3 separate regions of the Rattus norvegicus genome follow, and all the other regions are linked to region 2. A link is a contact called in public Hi-C data. All regions are on one chromosome and are shown on one strand. The core of a region is the stretch at or near the end of the contact, and the rest is flanking DNA. Distances in the headings are between cores, read along the strand shown.

The links. A called contact is a pair of places that touch in the nucleus more often than the background predicts.
Region 1: a Hi-C map of the A7r5 cell line shows a contact between it and region 2, with 4 times the contacts expected there. The contact joins the promoter of Rpl29 here to the promoter of Glyctk in region 2. A contact is called at or near these places in 3 of 12 Hi-C or Micro-C datasets (the A7r5 cell line, kidney and mammary epithelial cells).
Region 3: a Hi-C map of liver shows a contact between it and region 2, with 2.1 times the contacts expected there. The contact joins the promoter of Pcbp4 here to the promoter of Glyctk in region 2. A contact is called at or near these places in 2 of 12 Hi-C or Micro-C datasets (both in liver).

Annotation. Positions count from the first base shown.
Region 1 is chr8:115,945,773-115,949,132 of GRCr8, forward strand. Rpl29 (ribosomal protein L29) reads left to right here and starts at 1,871. Exons shown (of 4, transcript NM_017150.1): 1 at 1,871-1,908; 2 at 2,301-2,345; 3 at 2,638-2,702. The coding sequence starts at 2,309.
Region 2 is chr8:115,679,648-115,682,803 of GRCr8, forward strand. Glyctk (glycerate kinase) reads right to left here and starts at 1,444. Exons shown (of 5, transcript NM_001109449.2): 1 at 1,399-1,444. It also overlaps a transcript of Rpl29 not described here.
Region 3 is chr8:115,970,269-115,973,276 of GRCr8, forward strand. Pcbp4 (poly(rC) binding protein 4) reads left to right here and starts at 1,483. Exons shown (of 13, transcript NM_001191883.1): 1 at 1,483-1,638. It overlaps Abhd14b (abhydrolase domain containing 14b), which reads left to right. Exons shown (of 4, transcript NM_001007664.1): 4 at 1-561.

The DNA.
Region 1 (3,360 bases), core at 621-3,120, 270 kb after region 2:
TAATAAATGAATAAATCTTTTTAAAAAAGTTAGGTTGGTTGGAGAGATGGCTTGGTAGCCAAGAGCACTCAGTGCTCTTCCAGAGGACCCATGTTCAATTCCCAGCACCCACATGCAGCTACCGCCATCTGTAACTCTAGCCACAGAGATCCAGTATCTTCTTTTGGCCTCACTGGGAGCCAGGCATGCACATGGTACGGATTACGTGCAGGCAAAACACTCATATACATAAACAAATAAAAACTTCAGAATAGATATAAAGGGGACCCCGGGCCTCCCTGGTACATGGACTGTGAACTGTTAGGCAAAGAAACAGAGGGCAACTGAGGTGCTGGGAAGCACCAGCTACTGGATCCAGATCTCTCCCTGCCTCTGCCTGCTTCTGTCTGGCCCAGAGACCGAATTTACGGCCTCCTGCATATTAGACAAACATGTACCAAGCTACCACACAGCTATATTACCGCCATAACCTATCCAGTCTTTTAACTTTTTAATTTTATTTTTGATTGATTAGTTAATTAATTCATTTTTGGCTTTTTTGAGACAGGGTTTCTCAGCGTAACCAGCCCTGGCTGTCCTGAACTCGTTTTGTAGACCAGGCTGGCCTTGAACTCACAGAGACCCACATGCTTCTATCTCTCTAGTGCTGGGATTAAAAGTGTCCACCACGGGGTTGGGGATTTAGCTCAGTGGCAGAGCGCTTGCCTAGGAAGCGCAAGGCCCTGGGTTCAGTCCCCAGCTCCGAAAAAGAAGAACCAAAAAAAAAAAAAAAAAAAGTGTCCACCACCACTCCTGGCTTTTGAATCCTTAAAAATCACTATTTTTATGAGCCTATATGTGGGTGTTTAAGGCAGAGGACAACTCTCAGGAGTCTATCCTGTCCTTCCACACTTGGATACAGGGTTTGAATTCAGGCTTGAGCTACAATTAGAGACGGGGTATCATGCTACCTGGCTGCTCTGGAACTCACTACCTGAGTGCTGGGATATCCTGACAGTATAAGGTGAGGGTTTTTGTTTGTTTGTTTGTTTGTTTGTTTTGTTTTGTTTTTGTTTGTTTTTGAGATAAGGTCTACCTGAGTTATTCAGTTGTATCTCAGACTTAAATTCTCCAGCCTCCAAGTAGCTGCAATTACAGGCCTGTTTCACCACACCGGCTTCATCTCGCATTTAGTGCATGTAAAAAGAAACCGCAAAACTGCCACTCTGTGTACGCTTTTGAACCAGACTTGGACTACAGTTGCCCCTTTTCTGTCATCTTCGGCATCCCAAATCTAGTCTATTCTTTTTCCTAGTTCATTCTTCACCATTTTCAGGCAGCCAGCACCCTTGTGTGGCAATCTGCACTCAGCTCCCAGCTCTTCCTCCTCTCTTCTGCCCTCTACAGTTCATTACACACAGGAGCCAGGTGAGGTTTTTAAGAACACAAATTCTTCGCTCTGTAACATTCATCCTTCAAAGGCTCCCTTGGCTTTCGGGTCTTTAAGTCTGGCCCAGGAGCGAAGTCGGCACTGGAGGAAGTGAAGGAAGAGGACAGACACAGGGCTGGCCGCCGTCGTGGTCCAAGCGAGGACCACGCTCTTAACCTTAGAAACATAAGGATGCAGTTGGATGATGGAGAGTTATAATCCAGCCTTGTCTACAGAGCAAGAAAAATCCTGTCAAAAACAGGGGGGAGGAGTTAAGCAAAGAAAGAAATCCGTGAGACTGCAGAGGGCGGGGTCAGGCTCTAACCCCTCCCCTGTCTATGCTTCAGCTTTTTCCGGCCTTGGAACCTTTTTTCTCTGCCAGCCGTGAGGGAAGCTTTTCCGTTGGACCTTCCGGCGGCGTCGGCCCTATTTCCCGTGCTGCACAGCGGGCCTTTCTCTTTCTCTTCCGGTCCCAGGCGCTGCGGGAGCCGCGGCTTACCGTGAGTGTTGGCCTTACGGCATCCGATTCCATCCGTGATTGTACGGCGACTGTGGGTCACGGGCATGCGACACGGGTCGCAGGAAGGACAGGGCGGGCGGCTGCTCGACTATGGGGGCGTAGAGACTGCCGGGCGGGGGTGGTTGCCCGGTCGTCCTCAGGGAATGGATGAAGGAAAAAGCGGCCCCTGGGGCCGGCAAACTTAGTTTCAGGACCTCATTGCTTGCGTTTGAGAGGTAGGGTCCCGTTTTGTGAGTACGGCCGGGCTGGTGGATGTCGTAAATCGGAAAGCTTCTGCTGCAGCCTTTTTCTGGTTTCTTCACGTTGCACCAGTTCAGGGCGGCCGAGGTGTCCTGGTCAGGTCCCAGAACTGATCTCATGTCTTTCCTGCAGGTGCAGACATGGCCAAGTCCAAGAACCACACCACACACAACCAGTGTAAGTTCCTTGGTCTCTAGCTGGTGCCTGTACCCTAGCAAAGATTGCTTTAGGGTGACTAGATTAGAGCTGAAGGGAGGACAGGTCTCCCTTCAGGTGAGCCTGAAGCTGATGTATATTTAGGTACTTTTGAGATTACAAACTTGGGGGCCAGGAACCTGCTTGAGATGCCCACAGTGCTTTGCACCCCTTCCTTGAGTATTCTCAAAAGGACTGTGCCAACCGTGATGTTAGGTGGTCTTATTAGAACATAACTCATTTTATTGATCTGTAAATATTTGTCACCCTACAGCCCGCAAATGGCACAGAAATGGCATCAAGAAACCCCGGTCACAAAGATACGAATCTCTTAAAGGGGTGAGTAAATACAGCGGATCATAAAATATCCCATGGGGGCGGAGGTTGGGGAGGAGATGGGGTTTCTTTGTATAGCCCTGGCTGTCCTATGTAGACCAAGCTGGCCTCGAACTCAGAGAGATGTACTCAGGAGTGCTGGGATTAAAGGTGTTGCCCACCTCCTCTGGTGACTCTTAGAACTGCCCTTTGATGTAATGGCTTCCCAAGGAACCTTCTGTTCCTTGCTCTCCCCTGCCAGACTCAGAAAAGCTTTGACTTTCCCAGTCCCTGATGTAACTTGCTCCTAAGAAACTAAATGCATTATAAATGGTTGTGAGCCACCTTGTGGTTGCTGGTATTTGAACTCAGGACCTCTGGAAGAGCAGTCAGTGCTCTTAACCACTGAGCCATCTCTCCAGCCTTAATTCTGTACATTAGATCATACCCAGCATAAGACTGGGGATAACTGAGCCTGCACCTGGTCTGTTTGCTGCCTGTAACCTTGCTCTGATGTGAATCTGATGGACCAGGCTTGGTATCTGACACTCTTAACTGAGGTAGGGAGGGTGGCCCTAGGAGAGTCTCAGGAAACAGCTGGATATCTGGAAGTCACACTATATGACCTTTTCACGGTTAAGGTTAACTTAATGCTCTTTTTAAAATATCGACTTTGTCCGTA
Region 2 (3,156 bases), core at 194-2,693:
TTTATCAGTGCACAAGGCCTACTCAGGCTAATTCAGCAAGTGGTCCCGGCACAAATCAAGAGTAGCTACAAGATCTGCCTCAAGGTGAGACCTTTGGCAAGTCCCAAGGTTATATGCAAAAGGACACCCTTGTACCCACACAGTTGGTCATGATCAGCCTTGCCAGGAACACCCCTTTCTGGCTCCATGACAGCAAAACAAGTCCCAAGTTACACCACTCACAGAAAAAAAAAAACCAGCCCAGTGTTAGAGCAGGCAAAGGCCAGGTTCCGGTAATGATGCCCAATCATTTTCCCCAATGGGCAGAGTGGAAAACAGAAAGGTCTTGGGGTAAAGGTCAGGAAGCTACAAAAATAATAAAGGACTTCTCTGTAAAAAGGTATCTAAATGTAGGGACAGGAGGGTACTGAAGAGTGAACCCGGGGTTGTCCGTGTAACAAAAATGCACTCTCCCACTAAGCTACATCCAAGCCCTTAAAAAGGTCGAAAGACAACTGTATCTGTAAGCATGGAGGGAAGGGGGTGGAGCCTAGGGATTGGGGGGTCTAGCTTTTTTTTTTTTTTTTTTTTTTTTTTTGGTTCTTTTTTTCGGAGCTGGGGACCGAACCCAGGGCCTTGCACTTCCTAGGCAAGCGCTCTACCACTGAGCTAAATCCCCAACCCCGGGTCTAGCTTTTTTAAAGTGTGTAGTATATCTTTTCTCAAACAGCTCTTTTGCAAGATGAGGAGTGGGAAGCAACAAAGCCTAACTCTCGGGGAACTTGAACGTGTAGTTCTGTGGGAGAATTCATCCCTAGCATCATAAAGTCATCCAATTCTCCACAGTGCTGGAAGACTGATGCTCTTCTTTTCCTGACACCTCGGGCTTTCTGATTCTCTGTACAATTTAACAGGGAAAACTCCAGGTAACAGTTTATCCTGCTCCTAAATAATGTAGCACCTCCCAGACCTGCACATTTAACCTTGTAGTTCCCTGCTAGCATTCCCCAAAACTACTGTGGAAAGGAATACGCAAGGCACTGCCATGGGACACCTGCAAACATGTTCAGTTTTCATGGATGGGATTCCCCCAGGAACACATCTTAGCATCTAAAACATAATTCTCAGCCCTCAGTGAACACTGTATCTATTTCACAGTGGGGCAAAAGCCTAGAAGGTCCCCAATAGAATTCAGGACAAAAAGAAACAAAAACAAAAAACTGTTATAGGCCAAAATTACCAGATAAAATACAGGGCATTTGGTAAGATTTGAATTTCGGATAAGTAAATTTTTGTAACTATGACCAGTATATTTTGGATTATTTGTAACTAAAAATTACGTTGTGGGAAGTCTAAATTTAACTGGACGACTTGCATTTTTCAGTTGCCAAATTCCCAACTCTATTTAAAACACTACACCTTCACAGCTCCAGTGCATCCCCGGTTGTTAAATGAGGAACCCCGATGACCAGCCTCGATTTCCCCCGGATCCAAGTGGAACTGACATCATGTCCGGACTTGGCCAACCGCCAGTGACCGGAAGTGACGTAACCTGAGGCGGGTCCTAAAAATCTTCGTAAGGATAATGGCGCGCGGTGCAAGATGTCACGAAATTAAGGGGCTGCTGTACCCTGGATCTGTCTCTGTCCTAGCCAGGAACTTCCGAGGACCATTTATGTTCTTGAGACGCAACCTTTCCTTTCAGCAACTTCTAGCGTTGGAGACCGGAAGTACTCTCTGTGGGTGGGGACTAATCCGGAAGTGGCTGGTCTGAGGTCTCCCTAGAGACCGAGAGCGTGGTTTGGAACTTTCATACCTCACTGACCGCCTGAAAACCTGAAAAGAGTCGAGTGGAGGCCCCTGGTTTCTGTATTCCTGCAGTGGATTCTCGGTGATTTGTAGTGATCCTTCCCTCTCCATCCTGTTCAATCTATTCAATTGTTAATTTTAGGCATGGGACACTGGACTGAACCACGCGCGAGAGCTACAACACACCCTTTAAAGTGAGATTTAAAGTCATCCAGGACAATTCATTGATGTTTACCACTTTTCTTCATAAGCCACCACCTACAGCTAACTCAGCAAAAGATTTCTGTTCGGTGATCTTTGAACACACAAGAGCAAACTGCCTGTAAACAAAATGACCCTAAGCCTTCTTCCTCCCTACCCTTGCTCTCACCTTGTGTCCACTATGATGTAGTCATGCCTTCCCACATTCAAAAGTCAACTATTGGCTGGACTCCAAAACCACAAGAGTACATTTTTTTTTTTTTTTTTTTTTTTTTTTTACTGATAGAAAGGATTCTTTCAAACATGTTTCCTTTAAAAAGTTTTGGTTTTTTTTTTTTTTTTTTTACCTCGACTCCCATCACACACAGAGACACACACTTTGTAGCCGAGGCTGGCTTCAAGTTTATGATCCTACTGCCTCAGCCTCCAGAGTACTAAAGTTGCAGGTGTGTACTACTGTGTAATTGAGAAGCTTAACCACGACCCCACTACACCCCACCCCACACCCCATCTAAATTTTCTTTCTATGTGATGCTTCCTCCACTCCGCATCGTCTCTCTTCCTTTCTTGAAATCCCTTTCATTTTGCAACTAAGGACATTGTTGATCCCTGTCAGTCTTGGCAGCCCAGTGGAATCCTGTTTCAAAATCCTTTTTTCTTAAAAAAGAAAAAAAAAAAAAAGGAGAGGAAAAGGGAAATTCTGGCTTCTGTTTGTATAGAGGGGAAATAGAAATACAAATAAGAATTAGATCAACTTAAAACATGCAGTGGGTTTGTCTTGCGGTTAAGTGCATCTTGTGACTAGTTTAGGAATGGCAGTGGAGTATTTTTAGAAGATGGGTACAGGGAGCTGGAGAGATGTTTCAGTGGTCAAAAGCATTTGTTGCTCAGTTCCTAGCACCCAGGGTTTTACAAACTCTCTAGAACTCCATTCCCAGAGAAGCTGATACCGTCCTCTGACCCCGTCAGAAGCCAGGCGTACATGTGGCACACGTTTATACATATAAGGAAATCGTTTTTTCCTTAATGAAGACAGGGCTGGGAATGTAGCTCAGCTGATGGACTACTTGCTTAGTATGCACAAGGCCCTGGTCTGATCCCCAACATCACATACACCAGGCTTTATGGTACATGCCTATAGTCTAAACATTTAGAAGAATCAGGATC
Region 3 (3,008 bases), core at 233-2,732, 290 kb after region 2:
CTCTACAGAGAAGTCCATTCCTTTTGCTCCCCTACCCTTAAGGCCACATATAACACGAGTGTATGCTTGTTTAGATTTATCCCACACCCAAACAGAACCTCTCCCTTGGGAGCAGCACAGGGGTCCACATGATTGGCCCAATGCCACGTTCTTGTGTAGCATTGCATCTCACGCTGACACAGGTACATGTGCTGTTCCCCCGAACGAAGGAGGGAGCCTTTTAAGAGATTCATTTGCCAGAATAAAAATGTAAGCACCCCTAGGAGGGAGCCTTTTAAGAGATTCATTTGCCAGAATAAAAATGTAAGCACCCCTTAGGTTTCTCTTACTAACCCCTTGCAACTGGTCCCAGACCAGAATTGCTTCCTCAGAAGGGAAGGTGCACCTCTCTGCTTTTCAACCTCCCCGTTTTTCTTTTCCCCTTCTTCTTGGGGGGCTGCACGCCTCCCCTGGTCATCAAGCATGAATCTTCTCAGCCAAGCCCATTTCCTGCTCTGAGGTTTGGGAGTGGGATAGGGAGACCGACTACGGAGGTCCCTGGAATAAAGTGATACAATTAGACCTCACATGCTTTTGCTGTCTCCAGCGCGCCGCCCCTCCCCCTTCCCCTTGGGACTGCCACTGTGGGCTCCTCCCCCACCCTGGCGGGACCAGATGGTCCCCCTGCCCTTTGTCCACTAGGCCAGATGGAGGGAAAGGGAGATTGGATTCCCCTCCCCACCCACACACATCCAGGTGCCAAAAGACTCAGCCGAGGGGGGAGGTGTAGGTCAGTGGGACCCACATGAGCCGATTACCGAGAGGGGGAGAGAATATCTGCTCTGAGATGGGGGAAGGGCGGGCCCAACTATCCCCCCCCCCACAAACACACACACACACCCCTATCCCTTTCCTAGTAAAAGGAGTTAATGGCACTCTGACCCTTAGAACCCTAGCTCCAAAAGGAATCTGGCAGTAGATTTGAAGGATCACGAGACAAGGTTGCTTAAGGGCCACACGTATCTCAGGCCCCTCCTCCAGTTGGTCGGGTAACCTCTGCTGGGAGGACCAGGGCAGGGTAGTGCGGACGCCGTAGGTGGCGGGTCTAGGTGGGCTGGACTCCAGAGTGAAGGATGGTGAAGAAGCAAGAGCCGGGGCAGGGCGGAGGGCGGTGGGACAGAAGCCCGGAGGCGCGGCCAGGACTGAGATGAAGGCTGCGGGGAGCTCCGCAGAAGCGCTGGGCGGGAAGGACAGGCCGGGCGAGAGCCACACAAGGAAGATCCGGGGCCCCTGGTGAGCCGCAGGGGAAGGGTCTACCGCTCCCTCCCGGAAGCGGCGGATGCTCCGGGCGCCGGACCGCGCGGGGCGGGGCGGGGCGGGGCGGGCGGCTGCGGCACTGGGGCTGCTGGGGCGGGCCCGCCGCGCTGTAATCGGATCCGGGGAGGGGGCGGGGCCGGGCCAGGCGGGCCGGGGGGTGGGGGTGGGGGGGCGCGGAGCCGGGCTCCGGGCCGGCCGGGCTCCGCGCCTGTCAAACCCCTCATTGTTCGCAGCTGATGTCACTCGCAGTTGTGAGCGGCCGCCTTTCCCGGGGACAATGTGGGACTGAGCGGCCCAGCCGCCGCGCCGCCGCTGCCGCCACCGCAGAACAGCCCCAGAGAGGTAAGGCGCGGGCCGGGCGGGGCACCGCGGGCCATTGAAGTTTGGGGGTTCGCTGGGGGGGGGAATCCATTCCTGTGTACAACCCGACCGCGGGCCTGGGGGTACTGCGAGGAACACGCTTTCTGCCCAATGCGGCTGAGGCCTGTACAGGTGGGGGGCGTTGGTTTTCCAGGGGAACACCCCACTTCAGGGAGGGGTTTCTTGGACCTTGGGTACCAGGTTTGAGGCTCTCACCCTGTTTGCCGTTTCTGTCCTTTGAGCTTGCTCTCAGTTCTGGACCTCATGCCCCAGGTTCGGGTTTTTACTTCGCCTCTGTTCTCATCTGCCATTCTCTGCAGCTCCTGGCTCATACACACCCCTTCCCATTCTCTGCAGTCCTTAGAGGAGCCAGACACAGACCTCCAGGCCAAGGTGGATGGAGATGATAGTTGGGAGCACAAAGTGTTCTCCCGTTTCCTGTGGCTCACCGTCTCTAGCTCTGACCTAGCTTCTTGGCTGGGGTACTGCAGAGGGAGGCGAAGGGGCTCTTACATACTTAAACCTGGCATGATGTATCCCTGACCAGGAGAGGGAGGTACCCACCTCCTCACTCTCCTAAACCAGGCCCGCCATCTTGAGACCTGTGGCACCCAGGGCCCCGCCCCACCCCGGCACCCAAGGGAATGGTCCTCAAGGGGGATGTACCTTGGTCCACTCACACCCCTTCTTTCAGAATGCGTGGCTTTGGGTCCCCACCAAGCCAAGGATGGTTACCTTCTTCCTGGACCAACAAGGCATGTGTCCCCAGGGTCCCTGTTTTCCCCATAAACACCAAGCTTAGGTCAGGAGTTGATCTCTGACTCTTAGTGTTCACTGGGGTCACCCTGGTGGCCTCGGGGCCAACACCTGGGAGGGTCTATTGTTTTTCCATTTGAGAATATTATCCTTCTTGGTCCTGGAACCCCCTCAACTTTCAAAGCACCCCTATCCCAGCCCCCACCCCATAGCCTTCATCAGCATGCAGGCTCAGACTGCCCAAACACAAGGGGATTGTTCTCTTTGCATGCTCAGGGTGGGGGGCTGGGAGCAGGCGGCCCACACACCCTGGCAGGCCCAGGCCGCAGAGAGGCTGGCTTGCCCCACCCTGTGTCCCCAGACAAGCTCTGTCCATCGGCCCACTCTCCTCCAGCCTCCATCACCAACGCTTAGGTCCTGAAGGGCTCTAAGCTGTACAGGTGGACCCACGGGTACTCCTGGCCTGCCTGATGCCTCCCATGCAGTCCTCTAAACAACTCCCTTCCTCCCTAGGCCTCAGGTCCCTCTCTTGATTGGTGAGGCTTTTCCAGTTGTGATTGGCTGAACCCACCTCTATGCTGTGAAACCTATCTCAC